Linked DNA regions of Danio rerio: region 1 is linked to region 2. A link is a contact called in public HiCAR-type data. All regions are on one chromosome and are shown on one strand. Each heading gives the region's core, a stretch centred on a gene start, on an enhancer-like site or on the middle of the called end of the contact. The rest is flanking DNA. Distances are from core to core; before and after follow the strand shown.

Region 1 (4,202 bases), core at 1,269-3,768, 39 kb after region 2:
TGAAACGCACTCTTCAAATGATGAGTGGAGTTTTTCTCCACCACTGCTATGGCTAAAGAGAATCACTGAGTTACCAACTATACTAACAAATCTGCTTGTGACGAGTTCTCTTTCGAACTTCCAGTTCTTCATTAAACATCCAGTTTTGTGTTTAAGCAATCCTGCGCTGCATGCATTTATTAACAAGATAAAATACATTGAAACATTTCTGTTAAGCAATGACTAACAATAAAGACTTGCTCTCTGTCATGTGGTGGTGGGGGTAGTAGATAGTGGTGCAGGGGCTCAGTGAGGGGGCGGGGGGATGGGAGAAAGACATTGGTTTTTAAGAGAGGATCACTGTTCAAACCGTAGGGGGCGTATTGCTAATTTTTGGATGGGTTTGAATATCATTATCACCCTTAATTAATACATCTATAAAAAGTGAGTTGAAAGTACTACATTTAAATCTTTAGCTAAGGGGATAAGCTATACAGTAGAAGAACCTGTGGGATTTCCACTCAAAGAAGAGAAAGTAGAAGTGACAAACTCTGAAATTCTGCAGAAAGGCCTACAGATTCCTATCACATGCAGTTCTGCTGAAGAAACAGACCTACCAAACAAGAACGGTATTGCCAAAAGGCACTTTAGTAGATCTTTCACCGCAGGGTACAAGATGCAGGCGTTTCTAGAAGATGCAGTAGCACCAACTCAAACTTCACAGGTCTTGCGACCAGTGTGTCTGATACCACTCAGCAGGTTAAAGAAAACAAGTTCTACCACCTTGATTATGCATGATGGCCTGAAAAAGAAAAAAAAAAACACTGAAATCAACCATGACAAGTCAAAAACAGCTATTAAGAAATACTAGAATGATTTCTGAAAGATCGTGCTACACTCAACAAAAACTAACACAGGTATACGTTTGATTTTGAAAAATCTAAAATAAAGTGGACATTTTATATAACATTACTATCTTTATTGCATTTTAACAAACTGAACTTCTTTTACAAAACATTGTTCAATTGTAACAGCCAGGGTCCATGCACACTTTAACCAGTTTACTGAAAAATTTAATTACCAAATCATAAAAAATGCATTTGTACATGCCTAGAAAAAATTGTACGCTACAAAATGAAAATCCCATTAAAATCAACCTGCAATTTCTTGGGTCTCTAAAGTGTAGAACCTTGAAAGAGCTTCTTTCATGAAGACGCTTTGTAAATTTTCTACCATAAATGAAGCTAAACTTAATTTGTTCAGTAACATGCATTGCTAAGAACTTAATTTGGACACATTTGAAAGAGAATCTCTAAAAACTAGTTATTTTCTCCTTTTTGGAACCGTCAGAATTGCATTTGTATATATCGGCTAAATATAGACCAGTCCTAACAAGCCATGCGTGAATGTTAAGCTTATTTATTAAGCTTTGCTCAGGTATAGTGAACAAAATGTACACATTTCAGAGAAAAAAACACATCAGCCGTTTCGTGGTGCTGGGTCATATTTAAGTATACCAGATGTTTACATTAGAATCTATCTTCTACAATTTATAATGTACATAAAAGACGCAGTTGTTGAACTTTCAATAAGTTAGCTCTAATATTTCCGGGTTTGGTGTTTGTTGAAGGCGCGAGACCCGGAGCGCGAGGAGGAACTGCAGTTTCCAGATTAAACCAGACCCGCTGAAACAAACACACGTGACGCATCAACCTTATGTTCAAAACTTTCGCTTCATAAACACTTCATAACAGGTCTGTAGTAGGGATGCGGGTCATAAGATGAAGCAAGATCACGTTAACGTTGCTTATGAAGATATATTACATATTTAGTTATGAAATTAAAAGAGTCAATTGTAGCAGAGGTATTTCGATCCGAGACAAAACTTTTACCGTTTATTCGACATCCACCATAAAGTTAAAAACGTAATGACTTCACTTTTGTGTCGAACTGAAAGAAAACTAGATTTTAGTTAGCTCGGCTGCTTCAGGCGTTATGTGCCATCTTAATGATAGGTCAAAAGCTCGCAGTCTAACTTAACGTTACAAATGAAATGAGGAAACGATAAGTAAACTCGCGTTAGTTAAGCTTACGACATAATTCGACATAACGTGGTTTAAAACAGCTTATTGTGCAGTGAAAACAAAAAAGAGATATAAATACTCGATTATAAACCAAACAACCCCTTATAATCACCATGAATGATAACGTTACTACGTATTTCACTGATATACCTAACGTTAACGTTCAATTCAAACCGTAGCACAAACCTCAAAATAAATACAACAAACGGAGATTTAAACGTGGCCTTCTATCAAACACGCGTACCACCCAAACGTGCCTCAAAACAAACCAGATTTTTCTAGTCACCTCACGTCTTTAACACAAATTTAATCAACAAAAACCCTTTTGATTTTAAACACTAAATAAATACAACGTCTTACCGACTCCCTTTGTCTGTTAAAGATGACGAACATAATTTCTGCTGTAGGAAAAAGTTGTTTTTATCAGTCCAAAGACGCGCCGTTTACGAGATGTACCAAACAACACCGAAGAGCGCGCGCTTAACTATGCTGCGTCACTGATGACGACTGTGGGAGGAGCAAAATATGGGGCTCGATCCTAGGGCTCGGCCATCTCTAGTTAACTTGGCTGATGTTATTATGTGACACTTTGGAGTCAGACATTATTTGAAGATGAGCTGTGTTGTATCTGGATGTTCATAAAGAGAGACGTGCTGTGTGGATGTGCAGTGCGCGTGATTGGCCGTGTTTCACTAAACCATTATTCACTTTAATCACACTGGGCCAGTTCTTGCCCTCCAGCAAGCAGAACACAGTGCAGTTCATTCAGCCAGAACTGATGTGTCCTGACACTGTCTGTATAAATATTTTAGGTGTTACATTTCTGGAGCAGGAAGGAATGCGTGGTTATCTGATAACAGTGCTGTTGTGTCATTCTTGTCTTAAAATAAATAAATAAAACTAATATATACATTGGGTTTACGATAGTGTTGTCGATGTAGCCTATTTTAAATCTAATTAAATAAACAAAATAAATGGTGTTTGTGATGTGCCATTCACATAGCCTATTGTTTATCTAAAATAAAAAGATGATTTGTGGATTTGTGGTAATTGTGTCACTCATTTCCATTGAACCTAAACTAAAAAAATAAGGAGTGTCCATGATAGGGATGTCATATATTTTTAACAAATCTAAAATTAAATAGATAGATGAGCTTTATGTTAATGTTGTTGTGTCATTTGTATATTTTCATCTAAATAAAAATACTTAAATGGGATAATGATTGTTGTAAGTCATGACTCATGTCTCTTAAAATAAATATATATATATATATATATATATATATATATATATATATATGTAATAAATTCTAACATACAGTTCAAGTGTGTCATTCATATCCGCTGAACCTAAAATAAAAGAAAAAACAAAGTATCTATCTATCTATCTATCTATCTATCTATCTATCTATCTATCTATCTATCTATCTATCTATCTATCTATCTATCTATCTATCTATCTATCTATCTATCTATCTATTCATTTTCTTTTTGGCCTAGTTAGTCCCTTTATTAATCCGGGGTCGCCACAGCAGAATGAACCGCTAACTTATCCAGCAATTTTTTACGCAGCGGATGCCCTTCCAGCCGCTACAAATCTCTGGGAAACATACACACACACTCATTTACGCACATAAACTACGGACAATTTAGCCTACCCAATTCACCTGTACCACATGTCTTTGGACTGTGGGGGAAACAGGAGCACCCGGAGGAAACCCAGCAAACGCAGGGAGAACATGCAAACTCCACACAGAAACACTAACTGACTCAGCTGAGGCTCGAACCAGCAACCTTCTTGCTGTGAAGCGACAGCACTACCTACTGCGCCACTGCGTCGCCTCTATCTATCGTATTAAATAATTTTGGTTTATGATGTTGTTATTCATATCATTTAAGTGTAAAAATAAATAAATAAAAGGGTACATGATAGTGTAGTGTCATTCATCTTTCTTAAATATATTTTTAATGTTGTTTTAATAAATATCTCCTAATTAAACAAACAGACAAATCAATCAATGAACTAATCAACCAATCAGACAATCAATAAACAAATAAAAGACAAAAATGATAATAAAAAATATGCAATTTGTTAATGGGTTATTTGTTTATTTTAAACAGAAATAACAAAATATATGT
Region 2 (4,416 bases), core at 719-3,218:
GCCTACAAAATGATAGACAAACGGTGAGGGCGCGTCCTGTTGAACAAAAGATAAACAGTAGGCAAAGAGCAAAATGTGCACCATGCTTCCTATGTGTAACACGCAAGGATTTAAATACAGCCTATAATTTGTGTAACGTTAGAAACCCTGTTGCTTATTTACTTAAAAAAAAAAAAGAAGTTAAGTTTGCCAATTAAAAAATGATGTGTTACCCAAAAGATGTAGGCTATGTTATACAGTAACTCTACTCCCCTCTAGAGGCACGTGTTTGCACTTGGTTTTACTCGCATTGACTTTCCACAGAATCATAAAACATTTATTTTTGCCACATAAAATGCTAGCAAATCATAATATGACAAACAAAAATGTAAATTATAAGAAACTATTTAACTTCCACTTTTAATTTTAATGGGGATAACTCTGACTCCCAAGATTCACTTTCATAGTTTAATTCAAACCTTGAACAAACTTTGTGAGTTATTTCATGTTGTCTCATTGGTATCATTTATCTAATATATTTTATCCTAATTATAACTTTGTATCTCATCATTATAATTATGTCGTCCTTGCTGAAAAAGCATCACAGACAAGGCACACAGCCTCACAGCAGGTCGCTGGTTCGAGTCCCGGTTGCAGTTGGCGTTTCTGTGTGGAGTTTGCATGTTCTCCCCGTGTTGGCATGGGTTTCCTCCGGGTGCTCCTGTTTCCCCCTCAGTCCATCCATACACCTGTGCTGTAGGTGAATTAAATAAACTAAATTGACCGTATGTGTGTGAATGAGAGTGTATGGGTGTTTCCCAGTACTGGGTTGCACCTGGAAGGGCATCCACTGTGTAAAACATATGCTGTATAAGTTGGCGGTTAATTCTACTGTAATCCACTGTAATCCACTGTAATGTCCAAAAGAAAACTAAATAAATTGAAACATCACAGACAGTTTGATGGTTTCCTGTGCAAAAACATAGGCTGCTGCTGCACACCCTCAGTTTTCAACCATTAAAACATTTTTGTCTAAAAAAAGGGGGAATGGTTTCTTAGATGTTTTGGCTGGCACATATAAAATTTATTAGTATTTAGTGGTTTTAACCTGTTACCAATAGAAGGCAAACTAATTTCCAGTCTTTACGAAATTTAGTCATGGTTTTACTATTTGTGGCTTTTGTAGTTAAGCCATGGAACTAGAAATTGCATGGTTCTGGTACATAACCATTAACCATGGTATTTGACATAAAAGCAAGGTTATATAAATGATAATAAACATGCCAAAAATATCATAGAACACTTACTATAATGAAGGTTCATTTTCAAAAGGAATACCCTTAGACACCATTATGATCACATTATTGTATGCTTGATATTAGTGGATATTTGGCAATTCTGCTCTGTGTTATGTGATGTTTATTATTATTATTATTATTATTACAGAATTCTGCATGCAGGGTTTCAGTTTTAATATCTTGCTCTGAGCTGAAATGTTGTACTGGGTTGAACTACAAATACATCCAGCATCCACCAACTCAAACAACTCACCTATTAAAAGCATATCATATCAAAATCATAAGGGACTATCACAGACAGTTTTCTTTAAAACTTTACAATATCCACTCAATATCCAATGCAATTGTCATTGCATTTTCAGCAGATAATTCTGACTTTAATATAGGCATGAATTTTCTTTATTATTTCATGTGGGACAAATTGGCCTCTATGTTTTTTTCCCTCATATAAAAACAATCTCATTTTAGGACTGTGGTCAAGGCTGTGGTTTGTCATTAGTCTCCTTTAATGTATCGGACTGTGGTCTTTCCTAAACGCCTCTAAAAACAGTTTGGATTTAGTCATCAATGAGCCACAAATAAACCATTTTTGACATTAGCAAAGCGAATGATTCCAAGACTGACTCTATTGCTGAAAATACCACATTTCCCAGAGTTCCTTTGGACCGACTAAATCCGCCATATTGAGCTCACCAGAACGCGCTGGCAGGAGAGAGAGTGTTCACAACATTGAGATGTAAGTATGTAAACAGCTGCGTTTTTACTAAAATATATGCTTATTGCTTGTCGACGTTAACGGCTTAATTAGCACGAAATGGTTTAAATGTCACAATCTCGCCGACATTGATCTCCGAGGTGATTAATAGAGCCTGTAAAAACAGCATCTGGATTAGCCGTGAGAGTTAGCCGTTAGCTTTACGTTTTCATGACAGCGCAGGCGATAAACATTACCGCCGTATTTATTTTCTCTTCCGCGTATTTCATTTTGGAGTACTTGATATCTATATGTTGCTGGAAAGCAGGCACAGTACGTCAAAAGACACTTTGTATGTGCAGGCAGATGCTTCGTGCATTCAGTGACACAAAGAGTTATAAGTGCATCCAGGAGCTAATTTTAGCCTGCTAGCTCACTGTCTACTTGGTTAGACAGATAACGTTAAATGATTTATTACATTATGATTAGTATGATAATATAAAAAAACACTCAATGCTGATGACTGAGGTAAACATGCTTAGGGATTTCTGGACAACGTGCCAGTTTTAGTTGTACGTTAACGTTAACCAGCGTCAACAGAGAGGATCATCCCTCAGATGTCAGTTGTCAAAGATAATCACCGTAAAACTCTTTTGTCCTTGTCCTGATTAAGAATATATTTGAAAAATCGTGGTTACAAAGTCTTTAAGTCCTGGATAGAAAAAAAATCATCACAAATACATAAACTTTAATTTGTCGTTTGTCTTGTTTCTGTCTGTACATGTAGCACTTGTGGCAGAATTTGGTATTTTGACCTTCTGTCAATACTCTTCTCTACTGTTATTTTTTACAGAAAAGACGTGGTGTATGAAGATGACACAGACGGTCCAGACAAATGGGGTTCAACCCCTCAGCAAGACCTGGGAGCTCAGTCTATATGAATTACAGAGAACTCCACAGGTAACGTTAAAAAAACTACTATTGTATAAAGTAGACTAACCATAGTCCATACACAGCGACGTTCCGTACAGATGACCTTTTAACACCAATACTTGCGGTTCATAGACAAGGTATATATCTGAGTAATCTTTGCATCTCACTCGTTCATTCACGATCATAACAAAGACTCTCCTACCAAATGTTTCCGAAAAAAATCAGTATGTTTCCTTCGTCCACCTAATGTGCTTGATAATTAACTGTGGGCAAGCTTAAGGTGTGAGTTTCGCTTAGGAGGGGAGACATTTAGGGCAAGAAAAATATGCATTTGAATTGAATTTATGCATTACACAGTATTACAGTGTTAGTTTAATGAATATCATGCTATCACTAATTGTTAAATAAATGATCTTTTGTTGAATAAATGCTTTAAAATTGTCATGCTGTGTAAAAATAAGCATGATCTAAAACTTAAACAGGGCTCGAAATTAACTTTTTTACTTGGTAGCACCGGTGCTCCCAACTTTAAATATTTAGGAGCACCAAAATAAATTTAGGAGCACCAGAAAAAATTTAGGAGCACCCACCAAAAATGATGGAGCACCGCTGCAAATTGCTTTTTAAGGGATTTATTGTATTTTAAAACAACATCAATAGGACTGACAAAAACCAGAAACAACTATCTAACTAATGCTGCGAAGACATTGATATTTGTGTGCAATAATTCCAAAATGATTGTCTAATAATTATAGAATATTAATGATGATGAAAATGACAATAATAGTAAAAATGAATTACATTTCTCATTATGATACTGCCTTGAATGTGCATGAATGTAGGTAATCTGCTATAAAAAGTCTGTTACTCTATGAAAAATAATTGTATAGTTTGCATCAAACAAAAATGAAGCATTGCAGTAAGAAATATTTATTTTGTACTGCTGTTTTATGCATGTCAATTTAATAAATAATATTTCTGCTACAAAACAAACAAAAGATTATAATAAATCATTCAATTCAATGATGAAAGCTGCAAAGCAGTCATCAGTAAATAAATAAAAAATAAAAATAATATACACCTCAAAAAAGATAGACAAAAGAAAGAAAGTAAAGTCTCACTTCTATCACTCTTTAAAAGATTTGGTTTCAGTTTGTGTCAATTTAAAGGTCTGAGATGATCTTCATTTTTCTGTGTTAGTGGAAAAGCTGGCGAGTCAGCCGACCCAATTTATGAGCAGGCAGCGCAAGATTCTTGCGGTGACCACCGGCGGAATACCGCTGTTTGTTATGAGACGCAGTTTCAGTGTAAACTTAGTAAAGGCGAGCTTCTTTGGCGATGAAATGTACAGTATTAGATTTGACTTTTAGCGGACATTTGCGCTGAACACGCAGTGAATGCAACGCATGGAGATTCGGGCGCCTTCTCCATGAAGCGCGTACTCGATTGATCTCAGCTGGCGGATCATTATTCACCACGTGACGTGTCATGATCGCTCTCATCTGCACCTCA

What was found. HiCAR-type assays count read pairs that join an accessible place to other places.
Region 1: a HiCAR-type map of caudal fin shows a contact between it and region 2, with 2.4 times the contacts expected there. The contact joins the promoter of ivns1abpb here to the promoter of rnf2 in region 2. A contact is called at or near these places in 1 of 18 Hi-C or Micro-C datasets (caudal fin) and 2 of 4 datasets of contacts at active chromatin or transcription factors (caudal fin and embryo).

Annotation. Positions count from the first base shown.
Region 1 is chr2:26,717,971-26,722,172 of GRCz12tu, forward strand. It overlaps ivns1abpb (influenza virus NS1A binding protein b), which reads right to left and starts at 2,519. Exons shown (of 15, transcript NM_201483.1): 1 at 2,424-2,519; 2 at 597-781.
Region 2 is chr2:26,679,118-26,683,533 of GRCz12tu, forward strand. It overlaps rnf2 (ring finger protein 2), which reads left to right and starts at 1,969. Exons shown (of 7, transcript NM_131213.2): 1 at 1,969-2,013; 2 at 2,825-2,931. The coding sequence starts at 2,839.